Linked DNA regions of Hordeum vulgare: region 1 is linked to region 2. A link is a contact called in public Hi-C data. All regions are on one chromosome and are shown on one strand. Each heading gives the region's core, a stretch centred on a gene start, on an enhancer-like site or on the middle of the called end of the contact. The rest is flanking DNA. Distances are from core to core; before and after follow the strand shown. Region 1 holds the start of LOC123447850 (glycerophosphodiester phosphodiesterase GDPD4). Region 2 holds the start of LOC123447848 (CCR4-NOT transcription complex subunit 11-like).

What was found. A called contact is a pair of places that touch in the nucleus more often than the background predicts.
Region 1: a contact with region 2 is called in a Hi-C map of seedling, with 2.1 times the contacts expected there. The contact joins the promoter of LOC123447850 here to the promoter of LOC123447848 in region 2. A contact is called at or near these places in 2 of 6 Hi-C or Micro-C datasets (leaf and seedling).

Annotation. Positions count from the first base shown.
Region 1 is chr4H:53,863,339-53,868,204 of MorexV3_pseudomolecules_assembly, reverse strand. It overlaps LOC123447850 (glycerophosphodiester phosphodiesterase GDPD4), which reads right to left and starts at 1,548. Exons shown (of 9, transcript XM_045124550.1): 1 at 1,243-1,548; 2 at 1,058-1,144; 3 at 845-942; 4 at 1-27. The coding sequence starts at 1,449.
Region 2 is chr4H:53,206,807-53,211,303 of MorexV3_pseudomolecules_assembly, reverse strand. It overlaps LOC123447848 (CCR4-NOT transcription complex subunit 11-like), which reads left to right and starts at 2,036. Exons shown (of 12, transcript XM_045124547.1): 1 at 2,036-2,298. The coding sequence starts at 2,062.

The sequences.
Region 1 (4,866 bases), core at 299-2,798, 660 kb before region 2:
GAATTACCAGACATTCTTTGCAGATCCCTAACTGTGTGAATTTTGAATTAAGCCCATGATATACTATTAAAAAATAAAGGATTAGCATGCAGGATACTGTACTAAAGAATTTTTGCTAATTTATATTGATGTGTCAACTCAGTGACTAATGCTAGTTGATGCCAACTCAAATAATGCTAAACTTTCAAAAATAATATATTTTGGGTTCCCGCACTTTCTTCAAACAATGCTAACAGGCCAATACCAGAAGGTGAAACCCTTTGATAGTTATAAGCTCCATTTATACTGAGGAAAACTATCATTTAGGAAAGAAAGCAGCGAGCTATATGTCATTTAGTGAGAAGTAGAGTTCTCTACTAACTACAACTAAAAAAAGTTAGATGGTCTCCGAAATGTCAATGTATTAATAATGTGTGACCAAACATCCAAATGCAGATATAAATTGCATAATTCTGCATCCAATAAACATGACAACTTAAGTAGTGTTGCATTTGTCAGTTAGTTACCAATCAGCACGTGAGTCAGGGTGCCACGCACAAAAAAATGGCATATAATGGATCAACCTACAGTCTAATCTGCTAATAACGAATCAAACAAAGAATGTCCATATCAAATGGTACACAACAAAAACCTATCCAGAGCCCATTTAGTATTACAATTTGTAACTGCCGTCTCCAGTTCCATTAAGCTTGGCATATGGTCATGGGTAGATACAACAATTGCAACAATGCTTACTTAGAGCAGCCACTGCACCTAGTCAACAGCCCGTTTGATGTTCATGTTAAACATAAAAGGCACGTTTCAGGTCCATTATACAATTACAGGCAAGCAGGACATCAATTACCTGTCATGTAGTGCGAAGAGAGTGCCATCGGAGGACCTCGAAACATCCACCTCCACACAGTCTACACGGGCATCCAAAGCCATCCTAAAGGCGTCCATCTGAAACCAAGAGCTCACCGTTACATCCGGGGATCCGGTTAAAAAGGAAAGAAAAAACAAATGCACCCGTAACAAATTCAGTGCGAATCCGGGATCACGGTGATCTAGCACCCACCGTGTTCGGGAACGCGTTGGTGGAGTCGCCGCCGTGCGCGCACACCAGCGGCGGGCTCGGGATCCACCCGCAACTCCTCTCGCGGATCTGGGGAGGCAACAGACCGTCAGAACCAACGCGTCGCCTACAAACTCTTTCGAAAGGGGAAGAGATCTCGGAAGGATGGACGAGTGTGGGGGACGCACGCGGTGGAAGCGGCGGAGGCGGAAGTGGAAGAAGGCCGGAGGGACGAGCGAGAGGGCGGCGAGGAGGAGGAGCAGACGGAAGAGGCGGCTGGTCGGAAGGAGGCGGCGGAGGCGGAGGAGGAGGGTGGCAGCCGGCGAGGTCCTCTTGCCGGCGGGGAAAAGTGGGAGCGGCGGCGGCTGCCTCCCAAGCCCGAGGAGCCCTCTCATGCTCTGCGTTTCAAGCTTTCGGCAGCTCTCTCGCTTTTCTTTTCTCTCAGACGCTCTCTTCCTCACTGTGCAAACGTGTCTAATTTTCAGTCGTCTCTTCTTCGTCTTGGTTCAGAGGGGACCGCTACGCATCCATGGATGAATTTGTAGTAACCACCCACCATCCTTTTAGGCGTTTGATGCATACCCGTGTCATCAACTTGATCGTCTTCTTCATCACACAAAATTCTAAAACAACGCTTCAATTATGGAAACAAGCACGCTGCTACGTCGTCCGACTGACGGGTCTTTTGCAACATATATTATGTTGCAAAAAAAATTTGCAACAAAAAAACATATTACGTAAACGTCTGTATATTTTTTTTTCAATAGAATTTGTTATAGGATATTTTCTGCAACAAGGATCGTGTTATAGAAATTTTCAACAAGTGCAAGCTAGGTGATCGTATATAAGACAAGCGTTGCACGAGCGAGAGGCGTCTGTCCTTAAGGGATTTAGATTTCAGATCCTGCAACATAGGACGTGTTGCGGTACGCAATCTGCAACAAGCGTTAAGTTGTAGAATGACAAACTACATGAGTTCAAATAGGACACGCGTCACACGAACGAAATGACTGACGCCCGCGTGCGATCCGTCGGCTGAAGCATGACGTTTCCGTTTGATTTAGGTCGAATTATTTCTCCAGTCCCCTGTATTAATATCAATTAGGCTGATTCTCAAGGAAAAGAAAACAGGTACATCTGCCTTACACAAGTTCATGGTTTGCAGGAATTTAACAGGATAGGATTTTCAAAAAAAAATCCTTAGAAGCATTTTGTTTTGTAAGAATAGATTCCTATTTCTGTGTAAGATAGAATCAATCCTTTGCATTTTAAAAGGAAAAAAACATTATTCTATGCTCATTGTACTATGTAGGATAATGAAATCAATGCTTCATATTTTTTTAAACATTATCCTAGACTCAATGTAAAAAAATAACCAATGCATCAGATAATATCTTTTTTATAGGAATTGAGATACATGTCGTCTCACTTTCTATAAAAAGATTTATTTCTATGATATTTCTATCCTATGAACCAATAAGGCTTTAGTACATCACCTGTTTCAGATCTCAGCCAAACAATTTTTCGTGGCTCCCTTCTGCCAATGTTTGCCATATAATGGCTTACATTGTTTTGCTCACGCCTAATATGCTCGATTAAAAACTCTCATCTAGTAGACTAGTTTAGGTCTCTTCAATCAGCATAGCATTTGCTAATCTATCGCTACTCCTATTTTGGATAAGCTGAGTGGCCTCTAGACGGTCATCTTCATGGCAAGCTTCATGAGTCCCACCTTCTCTCGCGACTTGCAGGTTTGTGGCTCTCGACATGATGAAAAAATAACCCCCCCCCCTCAAAAATCCCATGACCATACTAGCGCCCATCATCGAATCATGTACGAGGACGGATCCATCAACGTTAAGAACCTTCGAGCCTGACGTCCGCGTTGACCATTGGAGGCCCGAGTCTTTTGTCTCGTGCTCATGCAATGATGAGCCACTAGAGACCTTAGTAAAAATAACCAGTTTGCACAAGATGGGTAAATTGCAAAAACACCATAATTGAGACGAAGTTTCCAACGCTTCGGAAAAAAAACACCAGAACACATGCATTTTGGTGGGTCTCTGATGACTTTTGCACAATTATAATGTTTTTTGCAATTTACTCGCACAAGACGGTTCGGTTCTCCTCTAGAAAGAAAAGAGCAAAGACGGTGTTGCAGTAATTTATTTTCTCTTGAGTCATAGGAAAACCGTACTATTAAGAGGGGGTTTGTGTCGGAAGGTACAAGTGGAATCAAACACGTACACAAAACCAACTTTGCATCCATATTACCTTCCCATCTTTTCGAGGTGTTCTCAATGTTCTTCCATATTTCATGGTTTTATTTACCCGATGGCACCAGGATTGAGGGTGGTAGTACCGCTCCCTTCATGCGAGAAGTGGTGCCACGAGAAGTGGTGCCACTATCTGCCCCACGTCGGTAGCACTACGCTTATAACCGGTAGTACCACTCCCCTATTGAAGGGGCACTACCGGACTAAGTGTCAGACCTACTACCACAGGAGGAGAATCTCTCATGGTTTGACTGTGGTACAAGGGGTGGCACTGCTATGGTAGTATCGTCTAATTTTTTTTCTCGATACTACCGGATCCCTTAGCGGTTGTACCGCTTAGACGTTGAAGTGTAGCCCCGCAAGGGGTTTATGGTAGTCCCCTCTTTGGAGCAATAGTATTGCATATGCACTTGTTGTACAACCCACATGGGACTGCGGTAGTACCACTCTCTGGAGTGGTAGTACCGCTTAGAGTAAAAATCGTGTAACAATTGGATGGTAGGAGGGGTTATATAAAGGACATATTCTTCCTCCTTTTGACCTACCTCTTGCATCTCTCTCCTTCATTGTTGCCCAAAAGCTAAAGTTGCTCAATCTCTCTCCCTGGCTACTCAAACTTGTTGATCTTTTAAGATTTTGGAGAGAAGACCTAGATCTACTCCACCAAAGGAAATTTTATTCTCCATAGATTTCCTTGTGGATCCTGTTACTCTTGGGTGTTTGGGCACCGTAGACGAAAGAGGTCACCTTGGAGCTAAAATACCTTACGGTGAGGCTTCATGGTGGTGTTGGGAGCCTTCAATTAAGTTGTCAAGATAGCCCAAACTTTGTTTGTGAAGGCCCGATTGCCGGCTCTAGGGACACGTGTAGTGGATCGTGGAACCTTGCATTGTACAAGGGCACAATGAGAATAATGTGCCATTGTAGCGTTTGGTGAGCATCCTACCGCCACATATCTCCAATGAAGATGTACCTCCCCAAAGGAGGGAACTCCGGGAACAATATCATTGTCTCCACCTGAGGTTTATTATTTTCTTTACTTACTTTGTGCAAGCTAGTATTCTTGTGTATCTTATCTAGCTTGTTGTTGTATTTGAGTTTATCATACATGTTTCCCATCTAGTTGCATATCTAAATAACATATATTATTGTTATATCCCTTAAAATGTAAAAAAATGTAAAAAAATGTTAGCCGCCTATTCACCCCATCAAGTGGACCATACTGATCCTTTCACCTCGTGAATCAACTTTTGATCACTATACCAAGTTATCCTCATTACTAGTTTTGCTTTATTTTTTCGTTTTGTATTCAGACAGCCCTATTATCATGTCATGTTGTGTCTATCCATATGTTGATGGATATCATAATACCGAGAGGGCCATAAGAACATCTCTCCATCACTAGAAGAGCAAATCACAATCTAGAGCTATCAAGTTCCTTGTTGTCACAACCCAAATTTTCATATTTTTGGGTTAAATCCTTGGTGTCGCTACGTTGGGCGCTTAGGTGGGTTTTTGTTGTTTTTAATTCATTTA
Region 2 (4,497 bases), core at 787-3,286:
CCTGAGGCGCCACCACCTCCCACCGGTCCTTAGTTTGGTGAGAAGATGATCCTGAGTTGAAGAAGGAGTTTCTAGAGCCCATAGGGCTATCTCGTTGCCATTTTTTGTGTTCGCGATCCCACTCAGGTCCACGGAAATTGCCACGGCCCTGGAATCCTCATTGGGCATCGTGGAAGTGGTCGCTGCTACCATTCTTGTCTCCAATCAGAACAACTAGGGGAGATGTTGCCACATTTCGCAAACGAGCGCACATCACCGACCACCTTCCCCTCCACCACCCAAAGGAATCCGAGGGAAGGAAGGAGAAACCCTAGGTTTCTTCCATAATTGGACGTGGAAGACGAGTAGGGGGCGGAGGCGTGGGGGTGGGGCTGGGTGAGGAATGGGAATGAATGAGGACTACCGAGGGTCAAGGTATACCTCCTGGCTTTGCACGTGCATACGGGTAGGTGGCTCGTCCACACCAGACTTGGTATTGCCACTACGTGGCGCAGTACCTAGGATATCAAGATCCATGGACGGGGCAACGTGTCAACACCGCACCGGCCGCCGTCGACAAAGAATCAATAGATTGCAGCCATGAGGGGGAGTCGATTTTGGTACGTGGTTGGGGGCTCAGTTTTTGTGCCATGAATCAACCATAGTAATATGGCACAAAAACTGAGCGTCCATCGTATGCCCCCTGTCATTGAGGAGTAGCAAGCGGAGGGCATCCCGACGAAGGACTACTTCGCAGGAGTGGAGGTCGAGGTTCCGCGAGATGAGGTCAGGGCGTAGGAGACCGCCCAACGTGTGTCTCTCATCCTCCTAAGCGGACATGTTTTTTCGCTACGAAGAACTGTTGTGTTACTATTTGTATTTTTGTGCAAATTTAGCATTAAAATGGGCCAGACCATGTTATCGAGTGGGGGCGTAAGGTCATCACCACTGAACCACTCATCGACTCCATATCCCTTTAGCAAAGGGCAGTGTTATGCGCCAGCGCGGCGGCCGAAACTTTCGGCCGGCCGCACGCGAGCCGCCCGATCCGCGAGATCGAATCTGGTTTGACCGTCAAATCTGTCCATGCAGCAAAAATCATCGATTGAAGCAAAAATAAACGACGATGTAGCAAATTTTGGCCACGGATGCAACAAAAATATGGTTGTAGAAAAAAATACCAACATGGTCGTAGCAAAAAAACGACGCTAATGATGCGTGGTAGCAAAAAAAATGTGGGTTGTAGCAAAACAATCTGGTGAACTCGGGTTGCAACTCCGACGAACGTGTATGCAACTTTTTTAGTGAACGGTTGTAGCAAAAAATGATACTGGTTGTAGCAAAAATTAACACCGGTTGTAGTAAAAAACAAACGCCGGTTGTAGCGAAAAAATCCGACGAACTTAGGTTGCAGCCAAACGTAGATGCAGCTTTTTTAATAAACACATTATAGCAAATGAGAAACGCTTGTAGCAAATTTAAACGCTCGTTACAGCAAATCTGAACGAAAAATGCTGCGTGATTGGGTCAGCCACCCCCACGGGTTTCGTGACGGGCCGAACAGTTCAACCGAGGTGCCGGCTTCAAACGTTTCCCTTTAGCAAAACAAAGGGCCAACGTGTAGGTTGGGCTGGCCTGTTTCCATTCTAACTATATTATAATTTTGTGGCTCACAATCTCCATAAATTTACTTGTAACTTACACACATATATATATATATATATATATATATATATATATATATATATATATATATATATATATATATATATATATATATATATGCATGTTTGGTTTGGTTGGTCATACCCAAATCTTGTACCTATAAACATCACTTTCAATCAATAAATAAAGTTTGTGAGATTACTAAAAAAAAACTTGGCAAAACTGACTCAAACATTTCTTCTTAAAAAAAAAACCAGACTCAAACAATGAGAAGTTCATATTTCAAATAAAAAAAAACAAAAACGTCCAAATTACTCAATTAACACCGCGTCAAAGCAGCGTCCATCGCCACATTAAACCCATTCACCCCTTTCCTAAGCCCTCCCCGCCCCCCGCTCCCCGCCCGACCCCTCGACCATGTCCCCCAGCAAGGACGCCGGCCCCTCGCCGCCGGCGGCGCCCGCCACCGCGCCTGCCCTAACGCCCTCCCCATTCATGCCCATGTACCAGATGCGGCGGGATGAATGCGCGGACCTCCTCAAGCTGATCTCCGGCGTCTCGCGCCCGCTCGAGGACGTCGTGGCGGATTTCCTCGCCCGCGTCCCGCCCGAGCGCCGCCTCCGCTTCGGTTCCGCCATCAAGTTTATCCTCGAGGTAATCCGTTGCAGCCCTCGCCCTGAACCCGCCCACCCCCTTCATCTGCATACTCCCTCCTTATACCTAGTTTAATCGCCGTTTTGCTTGGCCGGTTGGCCCCGGGCTGTGGAGTGTCAGGCGCATAGGTTTCTAGGTTTTTTCGGGGGGCAGGTCGATCGGTATCCTTATTGATGGAGGTTTGTAACTGGGATTGGGTGAGGGGTGGGTGAACTCTGCAGCAACGTGTACGGCTTTTGTGCGAGAAAGCCTGCTTGTCTATTTTGATTTGGTTATTTTGGAGTAGTTGTTTCTGGAAATTCATGCCAGTTTGCGAAATTCTGTAGTTCTGGCTGCTCTGTCTGGGTTTTAATGGATTGAAGGAAAGGGGCGAAGATTAAGATTCTGTATTCCAGTTCCCTTTTGAAAATTAAATCTCCGATTATATTAGGGCAGAGTGCGGTGGACGAATCCAGTTCGACACTGTCAACACAAAGGAAAAAAAACTCAACTCTGCAATTGTGGACAAGCGGCTGAACCATGTAGGCATCCTCTGATCACTGAAGATGTGACGATTGAGGTATCCTGTTCTTGCTCGATGGGAGGCATATCTCCGAAGCGCGAGCTACCATGCACCCTTTGCCTTTGACTTAAACCTTCGGTAAGTGGCGTTGCAACACAGCCTTTTTGACGAACGTCGAATATGAAGGCCTCATTGTGGTCTTGATTCACCGGCCCTTGAGATTGAAGGTCGAAATGGTTAAGAAGATGTCATAGAATACCATATGCTGGCACTGAACCAAAAAGCCCTTAATTGGGGTTCTCAGGGAGCTCTGGAGAAAAAGATGGAAAATGGAAGAGTTCAAGATCTGAATTCTTCTTCCCATTTTACCGAGATAATCTGACAAGCATGAGCAAGTAGGGAAAGGTAGCAGATCAAATAGTGGAACCAGGGTTGATCATTAGACTTTACGTTGGCTACATGCTTTTCCATTTGACACTTCAAACTGCTTGACTTCCTTCCTATTTTTTATTTGTTGTTTTAGATTTTGAGTGGGATGTTAGTATATTGGTGGCCACTCACGTGAACCACCATGAGGAGTAACATAAGTTGTTTGTGTTTCCTGTGTAGTGTGTGTGCTGTGTTATTTGGCTTTTGTCACTTTACTATGTAACTCATTTGCCAATTTGCTTCTCCTGTTAGTGGAAAGACGTGCAAATGCTTCTTTCCATGTTCTTCTAAAAACCAGTGAAATCATTATGGTATAGGGTTTTTATGAACTTAGCAAGGTTCCACTGGCAATTATCAGTGAATAATATATTAGTATGGAGTTTTCCTTTTCATGTGCTTGCTGTTTTCTTGGTTCTGGGTGTTGGATTATTTCAGGATCACAGTAGATTCACATATCTGGTGGTTGGTTCAGGAGAAAATATTGAAGTTCACCTTTTCTCTTCACTTGTTATGTTGTTTTCAGTGCCGAAAGGACTCAAATTATCATCTTTTTCTTCTTCTCAGTTTCAGTGGGTCTGTTACTGATGCTTTTTGTTTTGCACTTTCAGTGGTGGTGCTTGAATTTTGACTGAATTTGTTTGTTGGAATGATTGATAGTTGGTTTCCATCTCTCACTAGGTTTTCTTCTGAATGTCTAATTACAACAGCCCTGCTGAAAAGGATGACTGTGATTATTAGGATTTTAGGTCAGCTTTCTTATGGATGGCACTGAATGAAGGATTAAACTTGTACTCCCTCCGTCCGAAAATACTTGTCACGAGAATGAATGCATCTAGATATATTTTAGTTCTTGATACATCCAACTTTATAAATTTGTGCGACAAGTAATTCCGGACGGAGGGAGTACTATTTACTAATTATTATCTGTCATGCTAACAGGAGTAGTAATTAAGATACATATCTGAATCATTGCCTTTTGTATTATTGTCTTTGGTAGAATTAGTAGGGTTTAGGTCGTCTTACCTAAGTTGGAATGACCAAATGGCTGATAAGTATGTGGATTTGCTTCCCTTTTTTTCATCATTTTTGCTTGGAATTATACCTTCAATTTGATGTGTTATACTTGACTAGGATCTAGCAGTCCCTTTGATAAGTTGATAGTGAAATGTAGTGCCTGACTGCTTGAATTCACTTATATAAACTTAGCAACTTGTGTTTACATGAAAATATTGCAATTGTGTTTCTAGGACCTTTGTGGTACCTAAATG